Regions from separate parts of the Mus musculus genome. Here regions 2 and 3 are each linked to region 1. Evidence: chromatin contacts called from public Hi-C data. All regions are on one chromosome and are shown on one strand. The core of a region is the stretch at or near the end of the contact, and the rest is flanking DNA. Distances in the headings are between cores, read along the strand shown.

Region 1 (4,194 bases), core at 671-3,170:
ATGGATCTAACCTAGGTCCTCTGTAGATTCGTTATAGTTGTATAGCTTGGTGTTTTTATGGGACTCCTAACAGAGGGAGTGGGGGGCTGTCTCTGACAGTTTTGCCTGCTTTGGGGACCCTTTTCCTCCTACTGGGTTGCCTAGTCCAGCCTTAATATAAGGGAGGTGCCTAGTCTTATTGAAATTTGATATGCCATGTTTGGTTGATATCTCTGGAAGGCCTGCCCTTTTCTGAAAGGAAATGGAAGAGGAGTGGATGTGGATGTGGAAGGGAGAGGTGGGGGAGATGGAGGTGGCAGGGGGAGGGAGGGAGGGAGGGAGGGAGGGAGGGAGGGAGGGAGGGAGGGAGGGGAAACTACCACCAGGATTTAATGTATGAATAGTTTAATAAATTATTATTGTTTTATTATAATTATATAAAATTAATATAATTTAATAAATAGAATAATTTTAAAATTCAATGGAAAAAATAAGAACAGTGACTTTCAGTGATCATATTTGAGTCTGGCCAGATCCCTGCAACAACCTGTCTCAGAGGGATAGAATAACATAAGGAGCCAGACCAGGGCTTTCATTGGCTTGCCCACCTGAGTCCTCTCCAGTGCCCTCGAATGGTGACTGTTCTCTTCTCATTGTTATAACGTGGGGGGTTCTGAATGAAGGGCTTTGTGCAGTTGTGAATAACAGTTGTCTCCTGAAGAAGCATGTCCGGGAAGTCCTCTGTAAACATGGGCTTGGTACCTGAGACAGACTGACGGACCTTGCAGCACCTTTGGCTTGGGTACATTTGCAAATGAAAGAACATTCTCTCTGACCGCCCTGTCTCTGTGCCCTGTCCATTCTCAGATCGCCTTGAAGTGTGCTGACATTTGCAATCCTTGTCGTATCTGGGAGATGAGCAAGCAGTGGAGTGAAAGGGTCTGTGAGGAATTCTACAGACAAGGTTGGTAGAACCCACAGCCAAGGCTTCCTCTCCCTGCCTCCTTTTGGACAGTTCTCCCAATAAAACAGGAGCGGCTAACATCAATCCTTTCATCTACTCTAATTATCCTAGCCTTCTCCTTTAAGTTTCTTGTGACTCATCCAACCCTTTCATGGGGAAGAAAGATTTAAATAAATATAATAAATATCACAGACTTATTATGGAAACAGGTAATAACAACACAACACAATGAATCAAAGCAAGATGCACATACACATACAGACACAGACAGCCATATATGTGTGTATATGTATATATATTCACATATTTGCAGAGACACATACAAACAGCCGTGTGTGTGTGTGTGTGTGTGTGTGTGTGTGTGTGTGTGTGTGTGTCCTGTGACTGTAACAGTATGGCAGACAAGTTTGATTTTTGCCCTGACCTTCATTTGAATGAGCTGAGCACAGCCTGAAGGCTAAGCATTGTTTTTAAGTCAATGTCTTCCATTCTGAGAGAATAATTCAGAGCCTTTTGTATGCCTTTTTCTCTGGTTCTTAAAACTTCCAATGATACAGGTCAAAGTTAGCCAAGAACTAACAAGAGTTTACAAGAGTTAGACCATTTGAATTCAGTTTCAACAATAACACATGTGGGTTTTACTGTGGAATGCTGAATGGCCCTAAGGTAGACCATAATTTTTTTTCAAAGGTTACCTTCCTTCATAAGGAAGGCAATAAATCGGCAAGCAGAATCTTGATGCTGGGTGGGAAGTAGGCCTTTACACACAGGCTTGATTCTTCAGGCTGGGTTTCAACATTCACAATGTTTGCTCGGGCACCAGCAGGGCCCTCGTGCTAGTGACAGCATCAGGTTTAAGAGTCTGGGAACAAATAAAGCTCGAAGTGTCCCACATACCAGCTCTGTGAGGAGGTCAGACAGCAACAGTGAGCCTTTTGGAAAAATGTCCACTGAAAGATGTGTCAGTGACATCTCGGTGGTTCCAATGACAGACGACAGAGTAGGGCTGGGTTCACACAAGGCCAGAGACTCTGCTCACTGTCACAGTCTGGGAGTAAAAGCGCTCACGTGACGTCTGTGCCTCTGGAATTTCATGTGCAGTCAACATGAGTCATGAGAAGTTAGAATCGCAGTTCTCGTTGGCCAAGACATAAAGTCTCCACTGAGAACAAAAGTAAGCATGGTGAAGTTGGCGCAGAGAGGGTTTAAAGTTAGGCTGAGTGCTTGCTTCCCGGTGTGATACATAAACTATTGAAATAGCAGCAGGAGAGAAGGCTAGGACTACAGTATTGAAGATCAAGATTCTCCTCTGGCCCACTTGCCTCTGATCCCATCATGGGCTATGATTGCTGTCCATTGTGGTTTAAAGCTTTGATCTGCCCATCGGACACTTAATTCAGACTCTAGGCGACTTGGGGACAGTGGTTGCACCACTTGGGCAGACACAGAGTTCAGGAATCAAAGTTACTAACTACAAGGAATCGATGGCATCGGGCAATCAGGTTACTATGTTTCTTTGCAAAAACCTGCCCTAATGAGATGCAGCACAGTTACGTAGAAAGACCGGGAATGTTTGCCACCACGGTCACTAGGGAAGAGCTTTCACCTACACTGCAGATCTCCCAGCAGACCAAGGAACCAAGGAACTGACTTGTTCCCTTTCAGTTAAGGGCCCTGCAGTCCAGACATCCCGTCTGCTTTGAGAAGAACAGACTCTGCTCATCGGAACTATCTTTTTCCCCTAGTGGATGTCTTTTAACTCTATAGGAATGACTCCTGTCATCTTGATGAGCCCCATCTGGCTTTTGCTTGTGGATCTGGACTCAAATGCCAGCTCATCTCCCCAGCAGCCAGGCTTCTTTCAACAGTTCTTAGTTGTCGCTGCTGCTGCTGCTGCTGCTGCTGCTGCTGTGAGACAAGGCCTTGATATTTAGGAGAGGCTGGTCTCAAACTTACACTCCTGCCTCAGATCCTAGGATGTGAGGGCCACTATGCCCAGTTAGGACAAACATGACAGATATCATGCATCACATTAAACAAACAAAAAATATCCTTTAAGTTGAGGTTTCAGGTACAGGGTTGGGTGGAGAAAAATGGCAGCTTATGAATTAGGAAAACTGTGAGGTCAGGTATTCCTCCCCTCCAGTCCTCAACGCTTTAAAAAGGTTCTTTGTAAATATGGGTTGATATGTCCACAAGTAACCTAGTTTTCCAGAAGTTTTTATTAAACATCCACTCTATCTTTGTCTAATCCTCAGTAAAATGTATTTTTATATGAATAACTCTGCATGGTATGTTACAGTTGCCATCAAGAAATATGGCTGGTACCATTGTAAGACCCCAAATGCTAATCTGCAACATTCCCAGAGGAGAGACTGTTGAGTTTTCCTCTCTGTACTTTCTACATTGGTTAGTAGAATTCTTGAAGACAAGTGTTTCATACTTGTCTGGTGAGTAAGAGAAAGAATAAAGAACACCTCACAGAAAGACAGGTAATGGGACAGGCCTGTAATGGAGGGCTCATTGCTCTCCAAACTATGGTATCTCTGAGGCTCATGTGGCTTAGCTAAATTTTAATTAATTATAATGTAAAAAGAAATTAAAATTTTAGTTCCTAGTGTGTTGGACATGCTTCAGAGAGTCCCCAGAATAGAGTGTGTAGAAAACTTTTCTATCACTGAAAATGGCAATGGTACCTGCCACCAAGACTGACAACCCATGCTCAATCCCCAGATTTGACATGTTAAAAATAGTCTCCTCCTACTGATTGTCCCCTACCTACACACACACACACACACACACACACACACACACACACACACAAGAGAGAGAGAGAGAGAGAGAGAAAGAGAGAGAGAGAGAGAGAGAGAGAATAAATAGATGCAATTTTTAAAAGTTTGTCCCACTGTCAAGCATACCTACTCAAAGGAGCCACTGTTAGGGATTGTTGATGCCCTGTGGGTTTGTCTTTAGGCAGCTCTGTAAGCCAGTGGTCCTAAGGGGTTCATGAATATTCCAAGGGAAGCAACAGTAACCCCCAGAACGATTTCCTCCAACTGGATCATTAAAGTTTTTGATACACATTCTATGAACTCTTAAATTGCTATGTGTTTCTTGTTCTTCTTTCTTCTTAGGTGACCTTGAACAGAAGTTTGAACTGGAAATCAGTCCTCTTTGTAATCAACAGAAAGATTCAATCCCTAGCATACAAATTGGTGAGTTGAAATCTGGGTTTTGTTTTGTTTTGTTTT
Region 2 (4,194 bases), core at 436-2,935, 410 kb before region 1:
GTAAGGTAATAGTAAAAATGACTGTCTAGAATCATATTTATATTTTTAGTTGAGGGCAAAATTTCCTAGAAAGTCATGTCTTTCAAATAGACGCCACAAGAAATAAAAGACGGAAACGAACCAATCTGAAAGTGTCCTGAGAGAGACTGGCTAGATGCTGGCCAATGGCCCTTCGACTTCAAGGAACCACGCCCATCCCACCATTAGCCCGCAGCTACACCGTATGTATGGTGCTAGGTATGAGGATGACGGACTGCATGCAGATAAGGCACCCCCAAAGAACTCACTACAGTTTGCTTTCATTTGTTTAGGAAGAAGATCTGCACCTTTCCATACATCTTCCAACAGAAAAATCTCATCTAGAAACCTGCTTCTCCCCTGAATCAAAACAACTCAATGTGTACACTCCCACATTCAGGTTAAAAATTCCTTGGACTTCTGCCTGGCTATCTCGAATTTTTGTCTCTGTGTACATTTGAAATAAAATAAAAATATTCATGGAAGAAAGAAACTTGCTGCTTTAATAGAATATCTTACTGACAAATGTGTCCTAACTCAAAAATAATATTCACCTTCCATGTCTAAGCTAAATACCTTTCTTACTTGTTTCCATTACAAATTCTTATTTTGAAATAGATCGAAAATATTGCCTGTTGAGGAAGAATTCAACTTTACTCCCTTTGAATCCTTATTTGTATAATTGTATAACGTTGGCTCTTTATTTTGTTTGCTTTCAAGTGGACTTTTGCCAAAAGCAATAAAATCCTAAACTGACCATTATAAATGTATTCATAGTTTCCTCCTGTGAGTAAAGATAGAGGGGTACTCAGTGCTGCCCTGTGCATCTCTGTTCACCAGGTCTGCAACACCAACAGCATCCACATATTTGAAACCCTGGAGGACATTGGTTTGGTTTTTATTCAAAAATTAACTCTCATGAAACTTTATTTCGCTTCATCTTCATCTTCCTACTTGGATGCTCTTACCCACAGACACACTGGCTTCTTTCATTCGTCAGTGGGAGAATTACACTCTGGCTACAGAGGCGACATCGTGAGTACTTCCTAAGTCATAAGTAGAAAGAAGTGGATTCATTTTAAATTTATTATTCAATAAAATATTATCCCCCATTTGGGACAGATACAGAATTTGTGGCTCATTTGAAATACCAGCCTGTAACCTCATTTTTCTCCAGAGAACAGTACATCCTTCTGAGCTTGACCCTATAAAGCATTTTATTTATTTGCTTTTTAATTCCAGGGTTGATCTTGGTCTTCACACACCCTGGCTGGTTCAGGGTGAGCTGTGGCAGCTTGCCTCCATAGTCTTTGGGGGAGGATGACAAGAAGTGCTTCTCACTTTGAAAAAGATCTTTACAGTCCACAGCAGCCAGCTTAGATTTTGAAAAGTTTTGCCTGGATCTGTGACAGCTGGTGGGTTTGCTCTAGTCGCTCATTCACTCACCTGAGGGGATGGCCCTGCTTTCGTTTCTTCTCAGGGATTGACAGGATCTAATTCCATATACACATTTTCACCATAAATCTTATAATGCTTAAGAATAGAAACAGTGTTCTTAGTGACGTCTTTCTAAGGAGTAGGAAGAATAAGAGCAACGTTAACCTCCTCCAGGTCTATAATAAGGATCCTGAGCACAATATGCTGATGATGTCATTTACACAGGAATAGAAAGGCAGAAACCACAGAGCTGATGGCGTAAGCATGAAGGTTTGTTGAAAGTAGGATATGACTTAGGACTATAAATGGCTCAACTTTATAACTTCAAAGAAAAATTCTCTTACCATGAATCTATTGAAAATCCAAGACACATGTGTTAGATACAATGCATGGGAGAGGAGGCATGTGCTTGCTTTAGTATTTTGTATTATGTATTAAATCTGCTCCCTAACACCGATGCTTAACAAATGTAAAATTGGTAAAGAATAAACAATAAACACTACAGAACTTTTCCAAACCCTTCAGGTAGTCTCATGAACAGTGCAGATAACCTCCTCACACTCCTCATTAATGCCACGGAATATTCTAGACTTCGCCACGTGAGCTCCACCTTACAAGAGAGTATGTGTCTTTCCTTGTCACCATATGCTAATATTTAGGGAACACCCAGTATTGCTCCATGGCTTCAGGAATGAAGCACACCCATGCTCCCGTCTACTTGCCAACACAGTGACTTGATCATCTCTCTTAGTTTGTCTTTCAGCCCCCTAACCTTACCCAATTATTTTTTAAAAAGCTCTGATTTTCCATATGTGGTTAGCCACCACAGTTACAATCTTCTAAAGAAATCTAACATTTTCTTTATTCCTCCCAACAAATTCTCTTCCTGCCTGACTCATTCTCTTCACTTTAATCATTAATTTGTTGTTTCTATTGTTTCAGGTCTTTAACAGACATCTAGTCTTCTACTCTGGCAAATCTCAAACTAGGGCATGAATCAGAATCACTTGTGAAAACATAGGTTGTGAGCCCGACCCTCCAAATCTCCCAGTGAGACTGTCTGAAGCAGAGCCTGCGAATTTATATTTTTGACAAGTTCCAGGAAATTATAACGCTGATAGATGAGAAACCACCCTTTTCAGACCAGTGACCTTATTATCTACAATGCTTATTCCATGAGACAAACACATACTGAAGAATAAGGACTTTGGAACTAGAGACCTGTCTTAGTAAGCTCCCTGTTGCTGTGAAAAAAGACCATGACAAAATCAACTTGAAAGAAAAGTATGCTTTGGCTCACACACTAGCACCATCATGGTGGGGAAATCCTAGAGGCAGGAGAGATTGAAGAGGCAGCTGGTCACATTACAACTCTCAGTCAGAAAGCAGAGGGAGATGAGTTCACACTGTCTCTTTTTCTACTTACACAGTTCATGATCCCACATAGGGAATTGTGCCGCCCACAGTGGACAGATCTTTCCACTATATGCACAATCAAGTCACTAACGCATAAGCATGCCCAGAAGCCAGTGTTCTAGAGGATTCTAGACTGTCAAGTTGACAATTAATACCAACTTTCATAAGACCTAGTCTCAAAGTTTATGTTATATCTTTTTAATTAATTTTTAAATTTTTGAGTAAATTGTTGAGTTAAAAGTAGTATCTTGCTGTTTTGATTGATGTATAACTTTTAGCCTAGCAATAGCAGCATGACAGAATTTTTAAAATATTTATGAGTTTTTTCATTCATGTAAATTGACTGTCAGTCTCATTTTAATTGCTTTGTTCTCAGTAATTTATGAGAATTTTATATATTCTATAAGTCATTTCATTTGTTTTTATATATTACAAATTTATTTAATTAACTGTGCACCCTTGAGTGTATAGTGCCATTTCCACACATTTTAATGAAAGCAAAGTTATATATTTTTAAAATTAAATTGCCATTTATTTCATCACAGAGAAAAACCTCAGACTGTGGTACAGTTTCTTTCCTAGCACTTTGAATTTACGTTTTGATATTACTTAATAGAATACCCACATTATACATAGATTCAACAACATTCCTGATATCTGTGACAGATTTGTGCATCCCCCCACCCACACACAATGACAAAGTATGTTATGATCACAACCTATGATCGTGAGTTGGCATTGAAGATGAAGGACATCTCAGATCAAAGATTTTGAAGTAGTGGAGAGGAATGCCATAGGCTCTATGAAGTATGTGTGACACACAGTAGTAGACCTGCAAGCATCATGAGGCCCTATACCTGATTCTTTGAACAACTATTATTTGAAAAACTATTTGTTAATTTTTCTGGTTAGTTTTTGTCAGCTCGACACAAACTACAGTCACGTTGGAAGACCTCTATTGAAGAATTGCATTTATAAGATTGGCCAGTAAGCATGCCCAAGGGAGCATTTCCTTGTTTACAATTGAAGTGGAGGCCCTGCCCACTGCCAGTGGTGATTGTTTGTTTGTTTGTTTGTTTGTTTGTTTGTTTTGAGCAGGTTGTATAAAGAAACAAGTTGAGCAAACCATGGGGAGCAAGCCAGTAAGGCATTCCTCTGGTGGCCTTTGCTTCAGTTCCCACCTCCAGGGTCCTACCTTGAGCTCCTGCCTTGGACTCCCACAGTGATAGACCATATCATGAAAATATAAACTAAAACAAACCTTTCTCCTCTATCTTGGTCATGTTGGTTAGTGCTTTATCACAGCAACAGGGAAGCAAGGTG
Region 3 (4,194 bases), core at 854-3,353, 260 kb before region 1:
ATTTCTTGGGTCTGATAAACATGTTTAGTTAAAATAAATATGGGCATTTTCATTTAGACAGGATCTCACTACATAGCTGGCTGGCCAAGAACTCACTATATAGACCAGACTGACCTCAAACTCACAGAGCTCTGCCTGCCTCTGTCTCACAAGTACTGAAATGAAAGTCATGTACCACCATGCCCAGCCTATATATAGAAGTATTTTCACACACACTCACACTCACACACACACACACACACACACACACACACACACACACAAGATTGACTCCCTTATTCTGCAATACTTTTCTAAATCCTCGCACATGGGCTAGCTTGCCATACCCCCTATTTCCAATTGACTGACCTCAGACATTCTTAGTTATTTTAGGACTGATGGCTTATAATTTCTCCCTACCCATGTTAATAGTTAGGCTTGATTGATGAAACCTCTTTTCTTCTCAATAGCTAAATCTTTGACACATAGGTCTAAATGGCACTTGCCTTTCTAAACAGCCTTTTATTTCTGAGGTCGTATGATGACAGATTGTACAGCTTTGATGGCCAGAGCCAGGAAAGAAACGCCTTGGACTCCTATCAACAGGAGTGCCAGGAATTTGGCCATCACAGATATTTATGAGAGGAATTGAAGTAGCAGCCACTCCCAGACTCTTTCAGCTGGCAGGCATCCGAGGGGTGACATTTTTCAATGATGGCTTCTCTTTAAGAAGCAGCAGAATGAAGCCAGGCAGAAAAGCAAAACCTTTGAGTACATGGCTTCTCCATGGCTTCAACTGTATGCATCTGGTTAAAGAATATGCACGAATCAATACCAAGGTGAATAATATGTCTATACACTTCCCTATGTAGTGAGATGAGAGGCCGTTGGGGTTGACAACCTAGAATATGTGATATGTGATTCATTTTTTTTGGTAGGAGAAATAACAGTCATACATCTTTATTAAATGGATCTTCAGAATTTGAATTTGAAAACGCTCTCTGTAGCTGATTGCTTACAACCTGATTCAAAGTCTATGTGGGCTATGACTACTTGTTGCTTGGAATGTGAATCCCTGCACACACATGTGTGTTAACATAGAAATCATCGGACAGCCTTATGGACTGCTCCTCAGGGACCATCTGCCTTTTAATTTTAAAATAATATTTGAGACAGGGTCTCTTGCTGGACTGAAACTAGCCAATGAGGCAAGCCAGGCTGGCTGGCTGGCCAGCAGGCTCCAGAGATCTGCCTACCTCTGCTTCTCTGAGCACTGGAATTCCAAGAGTGCACTTTTTAAACACGGGTTCAAGAAATTGAAGTCAGGCCCTCTAGCTTGCAAGGTAAGCACTTTACCAACTGAGCATCTCCCAGGCTCCAAAATAGACTTTTAATATAGACTTTTTCAATGATTGAGTTAATGAGTGGGGACCAGATCTTTATAAGAATAAATCTAGATGGTGAAGTGCAGTTGAGGCACTGCCTTCTTCTTATCCCCCAAGCAGGGCCCTTGGAGAGCAAAACACTTAGAATTAAGGAAGTTCCTGGTACAAGTACCTTAATCTATGGCACTATCTAGGGGCAGCATTTTGTGATCCCCAACTGTCTCCAGGTTTTCTTCAATGTCAACAGACTCTGCCTAGCTTGTTTCCACGACTATTAGTGACGTGCAGTAGACAAGCTACTGGCTCTCATGAATACGCACTTTGGCTCCTAGAGTCTGTATAATGAAGACAAGTGTACAGGAATACCACTGCCCATCATGAACTCTACAAGGGTCTAGAAAACAGAATGTGAGGGGTTCACTCCAGCTGCAGGCCTTTGGTGGCCTTACGAATGATTCTGGAACCCTCTAAGTTTCAGTTTCCATATCCAAATAGGAATTTCCACTTACACATTGTATGTTCACCATTTCAGACATGGAGAATATCCCTCCCTGGCTGAGCTCCGAGAAAATTCATCGCAGGAGCACAGTGCTCAGATAGGTGTTTGGCTATAAACAGGAGAGCTGTTTGTGAGACTTTTCTCCCCACTGTTGTTTGAGATTAAAAGACTGCCTTTTTTCCAGTATGTTCAGCTTTCAAAAGACACACTGGAGGAAGTCAGCCAATTTCTGCCCACACAACTTCCAAGTGACGTCAATGGCAGCAGAGCTCACAGGTCTCTAAGCAAGTTTTGGCTCTCTATGTGAGGATTTTTTTCCCTTTCTTTCTTTTTTAAAAGAACAACTGCAAAAATGATTGCTCTCAACTCAAATTACACAATTTGTTCTTTTTTGTCCCCTGAGTCAGCAGACCTCGTGTGGAAAATAAGGCAAGCTCCCTTTCGTACACGGCGAGTGAAATGGGACAGGTCTATGAAAATAGAACATTTGAGATGATTGAAGGAATCTTCAAGTAACATTGTTGGTGTTTGTTGTTGTTGTTGTTGTTGTTGTTGTTGTTGTTTGATTTGGTTCTTTGAGACAGGGTTTCTCTGTGTAATAGCCCTGGCTATTCTATATCCTGTTCTGGATGCACTTTGTAGACCAGGCTGGCCTTGAACTCACAGAAATCTGCCTGCCTCTGTCTCTGCCTCCTAAGTTCTAGGATCCAGACAGATACCTAGATAATATAACTGTTACTTGAACCCTAAATTTTTTATCACATCTGTAATCTGTGTATCTTGGGCACAGCATGTGTTGAATATATTTTAGAGGACTTCTCTAACAAGAAAAGGTAACTCATATTTGGTTCCCAGCTCTTCTTTCCTGATAAAGTCAAACAAAATAAAGACTCTAAGGACAGTAGCTTAGGCACATGGCTCTCAACATTGGAAAGGCATGCATCGGCTCAGTCCACATAGCAACTCTCTGAGGCGCTGTTGGTAGAACTCTGCTGACTAGGAATGTGAGAATCAGAAGATAAAACTGCTCAAAAGCTGGTCAAGCAGCACTTGGTCCTCAACCTGGCTTCAATTTCTACCAAGGTGGCTTGTTCGTATCCAAACAGTGTTTAGCTGGGGCTGGAAAGCTGACTCAGCAGGAGTAGGGACCTCTCTTATAAAGGACCCAACTTTGATTTCCAGTACCCATATCAGACAGCTCACAACTACCTGTAACTCCAGCTCCAAGGGATCTGACACCTTCTTCTGACTTCCATGGGCGCCTACACTCACGGACACAAACCCACACACGAGCCAACACATAGACACCTAATTCTGTGCATCTTCTTTTAAAAGAAATGTGCTTATTGATGCCTGATTGCTGTGAGTTTTAAGTAAGGGCTGTTACTTGGCAATCTGAAGCATTGATGTACAAAGCAGCGTTCAGCTCCATCTGCTCCTCCTGACAGACATGGAGTTAAAGGACTCCTGCCCATTCCATCCTTGCAAGAGCTGTCTGAGCGCAGTCTCTATCAGTGCGATGTTACTGAGAAAAACAAGTGGTTGTCACTTGCCTAAGATCACACGACCGCAGAACGCTTCAACTCTACGGCCTGCGTTTCCTGCTCAGTGCATTTTTCCTCTGCAGCACACTTCCTCCAGGAACATAATGCAAAGAAACACAATATAGCATTGTAGGACAGGGGCATGGAAAAATGCCTCTGATATTTAGGAATCTCTCAGTATATTTTAGGGATGATGTCAATCCAAAGGAATTTTGAGTCTTTGGAATTTCCACTGTAGTCTGCACGACCCAAACTGATCTAGAAATGCTGTAAACGACAGCATCTATTTTGATTAAAATAGAATCAAAATACTGAGTTCCTGTTAAAAGTGATTGTAAGGGAATTTCGTATATAAAGACTGATATGCTTAGAAGAATTGGGGGATGGAGTTTAATGGCATCGCTGGGCTTGAGTGGTCATGGAAATTAAAAACGAGTATACTGAAAAGTGTTCTTAGGAGAATTATTACACAAACATTAAAAGGTAAGATACATGAGAAGTACGTCAGAAAACAACTTGTAATTTCCCAAAGCAAAACATAAAACAAATTATAAATTAATTATTATGATTCCCTTTTGTATTTCAATAAAACATATTTTATAAAAAAATATTAGCAACTAAATAAGAGGTCCTCAGGATTAAATTGTTCTGCTCCTGGGTTTGTTCATATCACACCAAATGTCTTATTTATATTTAAATACCACATGGTATGGGCAGGAATTCTCTGTTTAAACTGGACTTTTTCGAGGTTGTTGAGGCCAGACTATTTGCTTTGTCAAAAATTCAA

What was found. A called contact is a pair of places that touch in the nucleus more often than the background predicts.
Region 2: a contact with region 1 is called in a Hi-C map of uterus, with 1.9 times the contacts expected there. The contact joins two enhancer-like sites. A contact is called at or near these places in 2 of 484 Hi-C or Micro-C datasets (both in uterus) and 1 of 9 other capture datasets (embryonic stem cells).
Region 3: a Hi-C map of muscle stem cells shows a contact between it and region 1, with 1.7 times the contacts expected there. The contact joins two enhancer-like sites. A contact is called at or near these places in 9 of 484 Hi-C or Micro-C datasets (the HL-1 cell line, adipose-derived mesenchymal stem cells, bone marrow-derived macrophages and 6 more), 4 of 115 datasets of contacts at active chromatin or transcription factors (bone marrow-derived macrophages, cardiomyocytes, embryonic stem cells and 1 more) and 1 of 9 other capture datasets (embryonic stem cells).

The regions. Positions count from the first base shown.
Region 1 is chr10:20,407,092-20,411,285 of GRCm38.p6, reverse strand. It overlaps Pde7b (phosphodiesterase 7B), which reads left to right. Exons shown (of 12, transcript NM_001347366.1): 10 at 847-943; 11 at 4,078-4,158. Among named protein-coding and RNA genes, the nearest start is that of Mtfr2, 61 kb to the right of the region's middle. Within about 2 kb of position 1,920, at least 28 of the 459 cell types and tissues checked have an H3K27ac peak or open chromatin away from gene starts, as enhancers often do. A contact at or near this core is called in muscle stem cells and uterus, where this site is marked.
Region 2 is chr10:20,816,217-20,820,410 of GRCm38.p6, reverse strand. Gm33510 (a long non-coding RNA gene) reads left to right here. Exons shown (of 3, transcript XR_380150.1): 3 at 312-490. Among named protein-coding and RNA genes, the nearest start is that of Gm33510, 20 kb to the left of the region's middle. Within about 2 kb of position 1,685, at least 17 of the 459 cell types and tissues checked have an H3K27ac peak or open chromatin away from gene starts, as enhancers often do. A contact at or near this core is called in uterus, where this site is marked.
Region 3 is chr10:20,671,905-20,676,098 of GRCm38.p6, reverse strand. It overlaps a transcript of Pde7b not described here. Among named protein-coding and RNA genes, the nearest start is that of Pde7b, 130 kb to the right of the region's middle. Within about 2 kb of position 2,103, at least 53 of the 459 cell types and tissues checked have an H3K27ac peak or open chromatin away from gene starts, as enhancers often do. A contact at or near this core is called in muscle stem cells, where this site is marked.